2 separate regions of the Mus musculus genome follow, and region 1 is linked to region 2. The links are chromatin contacts, called in public promoter capture Hi-C maps. All regions are on one chromosome and are shown on one strand. Each heading gives the region's core, a stretch centred on a gene start, on an enhancer-like site or on the middle of the called end of the contact. The rest is flanking DNA. Distances are from core to core; before and after follow the strand shown.

The links. Promoter capture Hi-C pulls out the DNA fragments that hold promoters and counts their contacts.
Region 1: a contact with region 2 is called in a promoter capture Hi-C map of pre-B cells. The contact joins the promoter of Wars2 here to the promoter of Rfxap in region 2. A contact is called at or near these places in 3 of 39 promoter capture datasets (the C10 cell line, cranial neural crest and pre-B cells).

The regions. Positions count from the first base shown.
Region 1 is chr3:99,137,150-99,142,759 of GRCm38.p6, reverse strand. Wars2 (tryptophanyl tRNA synthetase 2 (mitochondrial)) reads right to left here and starts at 1,670. Exons shown (of 6, transcript NM_027462.4): 1 at 1,572-1,670. The coding sequence starts at 1,661.
Region 2 is chr3:54,804,912-54,810,350 of GRCm38.p6, reverse strand. It overlaps Rfxap (regulatory factor X-associated protein), which reads left to right and starts at 2,560. Exons shown (of 3, transcript NM_133231.2): 1 at 2,560-3,152; 2 at 4,884-4,991. The coding sequence starts at 2,676. It also overlaps the pseudogene Gm10254.

The DNA of each region.
Region 1 (5,610 bases), core at 421-2,920, about 44 Mb before region 2:
TTTTGAGACAAAGAATTTCACTTAATCACCCAGGCTGGTTTTAAACTTGTGACCCCCTCCCCTCCTCCTCTGCCACCAGAATAGCTGGGATTCCAGGCCTCTGCCACCAGACTGGGCTTGCCTTAATCTTTCATGCTATCATTTTTAACTGATATGCATTATAACACTGCAGAAACTAACTTTAACATTTAATTCTTTATATTTAAAGTGAAATCAAGGGTTTAAAAACAGTAATCTGTCCTAGATATTCTTGGTTGTATACACATTAATATGCCTATCAGATTCCAAAAAATGAAATTCCCAAACCTCAAGAAAAACAACATTTGATGATTAAAGCCGGAATCAATTCTTAACTAACACTGTTTCTTAAAATGTAAAGTAACATTTGAATAGTTGTTTGCTGAATTTCTAGTATTGTGTCTTTTATTCGTAAAGAATCTTGTGAAGTTTACATTAAAGAAAAAAAAAGTAAGTTCAGAGAATGAGTAACTTGTGGGATGATTCAAAATATAATATTACATGCTAGTTTCATCTACTCTTGCTGGCTATGTTTTACCTTCATAGTCATGAACCCATAAGCTTTCCAGTCTTGGAAGTACATCAACATGCCAATCACTCCAATTCTCCCTCTATTCCATCTGCCCAGAGGATTACAACTGGTTCTGTAACACAGCTAGCAAATGTTAGAAAAAGCCAGGAACTTTTAGGACCAGGCCAGAAAGCTTTCCAATAATACATCAGTTACAACATGACACCCTCATGTCATATCTGTGCATTAATGGCTATGAATATGCAATGTGTAAAAATTACTTCATCACAGAAGTTCAAGTTTCCTTCCCGCTCTCAGACAAGACTTCCGAGATCATCTATGTCAAACTGATATATTCTGGGATGTTTTGTGCTTGTCAGAACAAAGCAAATTCCCCAACACCTTTTGGCTCTGAGGATAAAATGCAAATGTGGCGGGGCTCGACATAATATATCATGCTCATCAGCTCAGTCGTGGTAATCGCAGTGCTGCCAGGCAAGCAACACTATGAAGTACCTCGGCAGCTTGTTGCTGTTGGTTACAGGGCCTGGTAGATGCAGGCGCCTAAGGATCACCGAGCACCGATTCTTGCTCGCGTTCCACACGCTAGCTACTGCACTAACCTAAACAACCCAATTCTAAGAAAACTTTTCTGATTTCTCCGCTGCACCCCGGGAAGTTGTAAGGGGGAGGAGGCTAAAAACGTAACAGAACGGTGCGCAAGAGAACGATCGATCGCAGAGCAACTAAGTTTCTGATAACGTCACACTCTTTCAGGAGATGGCTTCCTGCGTTGCCAGGCAACACTGGCCACGCGGCCCGGCGGCGTGTGCTTTCCAGCAGCAGCACCTCCTGCGGTCACATGTGTGCAACGTCGCTGTGGTCTGAGTTGGGGACAGTCATAGGCTAGTGGACCTCGGAGAGAAAGTGTGGAGGGCTCTTTACAGGAAGCAGGAAGGGAGAAATAAGTGGCGGAAGGGAAGGGGAGCGGGAAGGCGCTCGCAGGATCGGAGACCTAAAGCAGAAGACCGGCTCGGGTTACCTGGGGAGCCAGAGTTGCTGCGGGTCCTTTGTGAAGTGCCCGGATGAAGCGCCAGCACTCACGGGCCTTCCGCACAGAGAACAGCGCCATCTTGAGAAGGGCGGGGCCGCCGGCCCGGAATGACGTCTGCGGGCGAGCCGAGTTGTGCTTACTACGCATGCGCCTGTCCTCTGGGCTGCCGCTGGCCAAAGTAGCTCAGTACCGATGTTTCCTAAGTTTGCAGCGCAGGTGCGCCTTGGAATAGGTGGCCCTAGGCTTTAGTGTTTTCCCGACCATCTTCTCCTTTGTGCCAGCTTCCTTGAGGGAGACTCAAGAAATGAGTTGTTGCTCTTTAGACGTGGAAGTAAAGGAAATCACCCACCCTAAACGAAGGCTAAAAACAGACCCACGGCTCCTGGAATCCTAGCACCTTCGGATTTCCTTGGAGACCAAAGGTGGAAAAAAATAGGTAATTTCTCACCCTGCAGTTCCGAAGAAAAGCAGTCAATGATTCTGGCAAAGCCATGTCTCACCACCTGCTCTCTAATACAAAACTACATGACTTGCTATCCTGTGTTCATTGATACTGAACCTTAGACCAATAAACGTCAGCTCTCACAGTTTTGAAGTTGAACTGGGTTTATTTCATTTTCCCTCCATTGACTTATTTCTTACAGGAAAAAGTCATGTAGTTTTTTGTTTGTTTGTTTGTTTTTTAATCAAGCTTCCAGATGCAGCTTTCCATTCGTGTCTCTTAAGAATGAAGCCTGCTTCTCTTAGAGGACCATAAATGACTTTTTGAGACCTACATGCTGGTCATCGGGTCTGCAACTTTACTCTAGTGCCCTGAGTGAAACACTGATGGATATGTGTGTACCTTGCCTTCCGGAAGTGTGGGGTCTCATGGGTTCAGAGAATGAATTATGCATACTGACGAGGTGATATAGAAGCAAGTACCAAGTTCAGAGTGGACAATGCTTAGAGCTGCAGTGCTCCGCGGAGGTTCAGTAACAATGACACCAGTGATGCTTGATGGAAGATGTTTTGTGTAAAGATGATGACTTCTCTCAGTGAACTGAAAACTCTCAGATTAAAAATCAGTAAAAAATATAAAGAGCAGATTTGACACAATCCCATTGCATTGGTTATATTAGTCTAAGAAACACATACTGGAAATTATCAAAGATTCATAGGCAGTAAGCTGTATTTGAGATGCCTGTACTCCCGAGGAGTTGAAATCTAAAGTAAGATAAAACTCCAGTCATACAATAAAATCTTAGAAGCATGCAATTGTTCCAGAGTAACTGGAAGTGAGCAGGGAAGGAATTACAGGTATGAGGTGGAGAAAGCTGAAGAAGCCATGGTTCCGCCCTCAGCAGAACATAACAATATGATTTTGTTGTTAAAATTTGAGGCACATGTATTTCCAGGTGCAATGCACTTTGACTACATACCCGAGTATAGAGCCAACGGGACACTTGAGCTACAAAACATGGTAATAGACTCCAAAAACTGAATAAACTAGATTGAATTTAGAATAAAAAGTGGCCGAGTAATGGAAATAAAGTGGCCAGGAATTAATAGAAAACCCAAGACACATGGTGTAGCAGAAGCCCAGGACAAAGCCAGTCAAGAGAAGATATAGACAATGGTTACTGTAACATGGGGTTTTATAAATGCCTTAGGTGTCTAGTCTTCAGATAGAAAGCAAAGTATTACTATTTGCATAGCTATATAATTAATTAGATTATAACCCCAGGAGTTAACATTAGACTTCTAATGTTCTTAGCTATCCAGATTGCAGAATAAAAAACCCTGGCATCAAGCCAGTGATGCCAGTGCATTTTCAGAGTCTTCTGCCCAGGTGCCTATCTAGTACTGGTAACATTTTAATGGGGGGGGGGGATATCTCCAGGACACGTTCTCAGTAAAGACACTTTATCAATACTCGCCTTCAATACCATAATGTTTGAATAAATCATTTGCTGTTGTGACTCATTATTAGGAAAACATCTCTTACATTATTATGAAAATATCCCTTACATACTTTTGCTGGCCCTCACAGATAAGTTAATAATACCCCTTGAAGTCAATAAAGATTGCTATGCTTCTGTGTACTGAGCCTGTTTAATCTGCCTTTAAGAGAGCAAGGGACAGAGGAAATGATATAATTCCAAAAAATAAAAAAGAGAACAATGTAATAACCAACCTTATTTGCCTCGTATTTCCCAGGCAATCAACCTTTATAACTGGAGCTAATGCTTTGCTATAATATTAAGATACATACCCTTCCATGCCTCTGACCTACAGAGCAAAGCATATATGTCTCTGTACGTTATATGGTAGTCATTTGTTTAAAGCAACAAATCGGTTGAACGAAACCTCACAACAAATCCACCACAAATGCTGGAAGCAGCATGTAGCTATTGCTTGATGGATTTTGTTTCTAGCTGGGTCACTTGGAATCAGTAAAGTCCCATCCTTTGTAAAATTTTGTTAAAGATTCTGTTAAAGTATCCATATTTTCCCCATGAGATGCTTTTCTGTTTCAATAAATACAGAGCAAAAGCCTTTTGCTAGGGACACACAGACACAGGGATAGATTCTCATGACATCATTCACATGTGCACAGATTCAAACTTATACAACAGACAGATTACAAAAACGAGGCAACAGAAAAATCTGGATTCAGTCTTGGTAAAAGATTTACTTTTTGTTAATGCATCATCAATGCATTTACAGTACTTTGAGGTTATTATTTGTAGACTGTAAGATGTTGTTAGAGTTTATTTTTTTCTGCACCATAGTGGTAACTTTGTAACTCAAGGTGTCACTCAGCTGAGTTGTTGCACAGACAAAGACTATACAGTATTTATTATACTACCAAAAGTCATGAATCTTAACATTTCTCCAATCACTTAGGAAAGAATCTTACACAGAGCAAATATATGTTTTAAGTCTAAATTTTATTTTATCAAGTTATATGACTTAAGGTTTAAAAAAAGATAGGGATTCTTTTAACAGGCAGAAGCAACAACTGAAAGTAAAAAAAAAAAAAACACAAAGCCTACTAGAGCCAGTTCTATTTAGTTTTGTACTTTGTTTTTATAACAACATTTTAATATTGGAACAAGAATGACCAAAAATCTGTCACCTTCTAAACCACCTTCTAAAAGGAGCAGTGTACAGGGACTGCTTAGTTTAACAAATATCTTTATTAATAATGACGGTGAATCTTTAAAAAGTCGTATAATTTACTTTAAACGTGTTTCCATATAAAATACTTTTAAAATACTTTAAAAAGTTAAGTTTAAAAACTAAACTTGATCATACAGAAAATTTCTCCAAGTTGTTTAAGTGACATACTGTGTTTAATGACAACATTTTACTTCTGGGATTCTTTAAGTAAGATGAAGCATTTTCTTAAAATGAGAAATAAATTAATTACTAGAGCAATCCTCAGACATCCTTGAAATATTAAACTTTTGTATTCTTATACTCGTAGCACGTACCATGTGTGTCTATGTGTGTTCATGCTTAGGAGTTTGAACCCTTGTTTAAAATTTGATTTCTCATCAACACTTTTATTTTATAGTAAGTTCTGGTAATTTTGCTCTCTTCCTAACATTCCCAGAAAATCCTCTCTTGCAAGAAACAACAGATTAAAACCAGACAGGCAGTTGAGGAGCTGTTTCTATTGCAACCATGTGTGTCAGAAGGGAGGATTGGGTTTCCTTGTCCGAGAACATCAAGGGAACCCCACCTCAGCAGACACACCTCTACTCCCCAGTAATGGAGAGTTTATACCTACTTAGATTTAAATGGGATAAGGGAAGAGTTTAAACCCATTCTTAGCTCTAGTATAATCAGCCCCCAAGTCTCAAAGTATCCAGTTCTGTTTCTTTAATTTAATTCTAAGTGTCAGGTTAACATTAGGTGCTGATCAAGGTAATGGAGAGTCAGCCTACACATTTATCCACTTAGAGAAGAATTCTGCAGACTGTAAAAATTAGATGGCAATTGTATTCAAAACTTACTTTAAGCATAAGCCACTCATCCC
Region 2 (5,439 bases), core at 1,311-3,810:
TAGAGCTGGGATATTGTTTGTGGACAATATTTTCTATTGTCTCCTGTTTAAAAAGTGAACAGTGCCTAGTGAAGTTAGGTGACTTTTACACCTTTTATGATGACTACTTTTGGTGGAGTTGAAATGCTGTTTTCATTCTGCATTTGTGTAGTTCGGTGCTTTGTTCAAAGTTAAGTGTTTTCAGAAAAGTATGTTTTGCATGTATTTTTTTACAGTCCAAATTTTGACTGCTGAGAAGTTTCTATTGTAAAAAACTTCATTTAAAAGGTTTTTCTACTGAATCCAGGGTATTCTGAAGATCGAAGCCTGTGTGTAAAATGCTACCAGATGGCAAAAAGCAACAATAAACAAGTTTGATTTAAAAAAAAAAAGTTAAATGGCATAAATCCAGAATTACCCTGCAATCAAAGATAAATGTAAGTGGTACAAAAAATGAAGCCTTTTTGTAACAATACTAGGATAAAGGTAATCTTATAAACTAGGTGCGTGATAGATAAAACAGAGTTGTGTAAAAATCTGTGACAGTAAGATGGAGAGGTGGCTTCCTTGCTCAAGAGTTTACCTTGCAAGCATTATAACATACATTTTATTCCCAAGACCTCACTAAGAAAGAGACAGAGAGAAACATGGAGGGAGGGAGAGAGGGAGGGAGGGAGGGAGGGAGGGAGGGAGGGAGGGAGGGAGAGAGAGAGAGAGAGAGAGAGAGAGAGAGAGAGAGAGAGAGAGAGAACTGGAGAGAAAGCTTAATGGGTAACATGCTGCCTTCCAAGAATGAGGACCACAATTTCATCCCAGCACCCATTCGGAAGCCCACCATGGTCATACATGTCTGCAACCCTAGGAATGGGGCAGGTTCTACTGCTGGATTTACAGAGTTTGTCAAACTAACCAATCAGTGAGCTCTAAGATTAGTGCATGTGGTTGTTTCACTGTGCTTGGCCCAGGGAATGGCACTACTGGGAGGTGTGGCTATGTGGGAGAAGGTGTGGCCTTGTTGGAGGAAGTGCATCACTTTGGGGTTGGGTTTTGAGACTCTTCTAGCTGCCTGGGAGTCTTCTGTGTGCCCTAGAACAAGATGTAGAACTCTCCGCTTCTCCAGCACCATGGACACTGCCATGCTTCCCACCGTGTCGAAGATGGGAGAGAATGTTTGCAAGCTACATTTGATGAGTAGTTAACATCAGAATGTCTGCTGGTGAGATGGCTCAGTGGGTAAGAGCACCCGACGGCTCTTCCAAAGGTACCACATAGTGGCTCACAACCATCCGTAAGGAGATCTGACTCCCTCTTCTGGAGTGTCTGAGGACAGCTACAGTGTACTTGCATATAATAAATAAATAAACAAACAAATAAAGAATTCAAACAAAGGCTGGGCGTGGTGGCGCACGCCTTTAATCCCAGCACTGGGAAGGCAGAGGCAGGTGGATTTCTGAGTGGATTTCTGAGTTCGAGGCCAGCCTGGTCTACAGAGTGAGTTCCAGCACAGCCAGGGCTATACAGAGAAACCCTGTCTGTCTCAAAAAAACAAAAACAAACAAAAAAGAAAGAAAAGAATTCAAACAAACGTAATAAAAATAAGTAATAACAATAATAATAACCTAATAATCCTATTGAAATGGGCGATGTAGTTGGTTCACAAAGGAAAGCATGCAAAGACCAACAGGTGTATGTAATATACATCCCTAATCCTGAAGAACAGTGTTATCTATCTCATCCCAGATGAAACGGTTATTATCAGAGATAAGATATCTATCGAGCACTGGCGGGGGTTGGGGGAATACGGGAAAAGGGACCTCTCCTACACTGCTAGTGTGAACGCCAACCCGAGCACCCACTATGGAAGACAGAGAGCAGCTTGTGGGGAAAATAAAAACAGAACTGTCACATGAGTCAACAATCTCATTACTGGGAATGTCAGAAAAGGCAGGAGCGTCCGCACTGGGTAGAAACCCTAAGGCGAACCAGAGCTTGTGAGCAAGCTTTCCTCCATGTCCCCATGGGACTTGACTGGGATGCATTAGCCAAATAAACCGTTTCCTCCTCGAGTTGTTTCAAACTCCTCTTCAGGCCTCTCGGGAACCTAATCTATCCAGAGACGTTCCAGGAGAGACGCGTTTTGAACCCGTCAGGGAGGATGGGTCCAGGCAGAAAGTGTCTCCTGGCCGTCCTCCAGTCTCCATTCTCCAGTCTTTCCAACTGGTGAGCGCCAGGCGAGCGGAGGACAGCTGCGCATGCGCAATCGGGACTTCTGTCAGCCGCTCCGCCCCGCCTGGAAGGAGACAGGGTTTCTCTGTGTAGCCCTGGCTGTCCTGGAACTCACTTTGTAGACCAGGCTGGCCTCGAACTCAGAAATTTGCCTGCCTCTGCCTCCCGAGTGCTGGGATTAAAGGCATGCGCCACCACGACCGGCTGTCAGCCGGGTTCTTGGTCAGCCTGCACCTAGGAATCGCTTGCGGATGGCCGCCGCGCAGGCGCAGTCGGTTCTGTCTCGCACCTGCTCAACCCCGCCCCTCTCGCCGTTCCCAAGCAGAGGCTCGCGGACCGCTACGGCGCACGCGCAGTGCAGTGCTGGCGGTTCGGCTCCGGGACGTGCGGCGGGCTGCCGCTTGTCGAGTACGGTTGTGTTTCTCAAGAGCTGACGGGCCGCGGTGGCGGACCCGGGCTCGGGCGGCAGCACGGAGGCGCAGGCTGTGCCCGAGGGCTCGGGGCCGAGCACCGCCAGTCCCCGGACGGCCCCTCCGGTGACGGTGCTGGTGATGCGGCAGGACGAGGCCGAGGCGGACGGCGCTCTGAGGCCGGGCCTGGCGGGGAGTGAGGCGGCGGCAGACGCCGAGGACGAGGCGGGGGACGACGACGCCGACCTGCTGGACACATCGGACCCGGCGGGCGGCGGCGAGAGTGCGGCCAGCCCGGAGGAGCTGGAGGACGAGGACGCGGAGGGTGGCGGCGCAGCGCGCAGGCGAGGCTCCAAGACCTGCACGTACGAGGGCTGCCGCGAGACCACCAGCCAGGTGGCCAAGCAGCGCAAGCCCTGGATGTGCAAGAAGCACCGCAACAAGATGTACAAGGACAAGTACAAGAAGAAGAAGAGCGACCAGGCACTGGGCTCTGGCGGCCCGTCCGCGGCCAGCACAGGCAACGTCAAACTGGAGGTATGCTTGCTCCTCGGGGCCCCGGGGCCAGGGCAGATGGGTGCCAACCTACTTGGTACACACTCAGGGTCTCCCCAAGGGCTCATCCTCTGCTCCAGCTGACATGGGCACTTTGGAGGTGATCTACACCTCTCCTTAGTAAACCCTTCCCAGTGTCTACCCCGAGGCATCCGGCACATTGACACACCCTGTTGGTTTTCTGTAACTTTGGTGACTTTGTTTTTTTTTCTTAGACTCCCTGGCCCCTGAGAAAAGTTGGATTGACAGTGGGGTAGTAACTTACAGCACACATGGGCGTTGCTCGGTTGCTTGATTCAAGTCAAGCTTGGAAGAGAGACGCCAGTGCCCTGCAATTGGGCTTCTGCTGCTAGCTGTCTGTATTTAGGTCCATTATTCATCTCCCTTAAGTCTCGGCTCCCTCGTCTTTTGCCCTTAAGATAATGCCCAATTAGTGTTTCTTCGGATTTATTTTGGTTAGGTGAAAATTATAAGTGGTGTGCATTTCAGCTCAGACCCAGCAAAGTCCACCTAAGTATTAGAGCTGTTTAAAAAACAAAACAAAACCCGTAAAAAGTAGAAAGACTCCTTACCACAGAAGTTCCTTTTGAAGGGGAACTTCTAACATTTGTGGAAGTTTGGCCTAGATGACTCAAAATTATTGCTACTATAAACGTCTGATTTTTGTGGTATTAGCATTATCCTACCTACACAGTGCAAGGCCTGGAGTTGTGAAGACATAAGGTTCTCTACAGTCAAGTCAGCTATAGCATTCCATGTACTGTGTATGTAAAGGAAGCGGTCCTATAAATAGGGTAACTGGGGAGAGTTAGAAGAAGAAAAAAATCTTCGCTTTTGTGATACTAGAATCCTCTTTTAGAGTTTTTAATATTTTGAGACCTAAAACATGTATGTATGGAAACCTTCTTATAACAAAAGTTTGCTAAGCATCTCACGATAAAGGTGCGACGCGGATGTTTTAATAGACAACTCGGAAGCCAGTAGATAAAAGGCCAAAGCTTTCCCAGAGGCAGAGTGTTTCACTTAACTTCAGCAGCATTCTTTTATGTGAGGAGAAGTTCAGTGTTTAGATTCATTCATATATGGGATTAAGCATTACTAATTTGAAATGGGATTCAGTGTCTCGGGGACAGGTTGCTGTTGCAGAATTTGCCTGTTGGCTCTGTAGTGGTGGCCTCTTAGCTGTGATTTCTAGCCCCTTCCACCCAGTTTACTCTGAAAGCTGTTTGCTTCTGTAACCAGTATTTTACTGCCTCTCTCTTCTTGTGGGTGTGAATCAGGTATGAATCCAGTATCTCATTAGCAGTAGATTGCCTCTGAGTTAATTTATTTTGTCCAAAAGCAGGCAGACTGTTTGGACTAAAGATTGCTCCGTGTGAGATTTCGGTGTCACTTGTCATTCTCTTGCAACAGTGAAAACAGGCCACAGGTATTTAAACTTCCCCTCTGCCCAAATAGCTTCAGTTTGAGACCTTGCAAGAGACTGCAGATCCTAGATTGGGAAGCCTGCAGGGAGGAGGGTGCCTGCAGGGAGGAGGGCATTTACTTAGAAATGACTGCCAGTACCTGTGACTTATCTACAGGCCTTCCTAAAGTTCCACAGAACCTGAACCTAAAAAAGGAGAAAGATCAAAGAGAGAGATGTTCATTATCACTGAAATACCTGCTGTTGTGGATTACAACACCGTATTAAATGTTTATCTTTGATCCCAGGAAAGCACAGACAACATACTCTCCATTGTCAAACAGAGAACAGGATCCTTTGGTGATCGCCCTGCAAGACCTACTCTTCTAGAGCAAGTGTTAAATCAGAAAAGACTGGTAAGTGCTTGTTGAGTGGTTGTAGATCTGTTAGTGAAAACCGCTTGTTTTCAGTGGAACTGTTTTTCCAGAACTGCATTGTGTCACTGGACACAATGAACCTCACACCCTACCCCTCCTACCCCTTCCTGGACTGCAGTGGAAGGAACACCTTTAGCCCTGTTTTCTTCACTGACTGACCTTTGACTGAGCAAGATGAGATTTTTAAAACAGACTCTAAGTACACGGAATAGTACTGTAAAGGCACTGAGATACAACTACTAATAGTTTATAAGGGTCTCTAATATACAACTGATAGAAATTACCAAAAGTCAATCGGGAAAGGGGCAACTGTTTTATAAGATATTGGAATATTTGGATGGTAATTTGAAGAAGAGAGAGAGACTTTAACTCATGATATACTTTATATGTAAGTTTTTTGGCAGAATATTAGATTTTTTAAAATTAA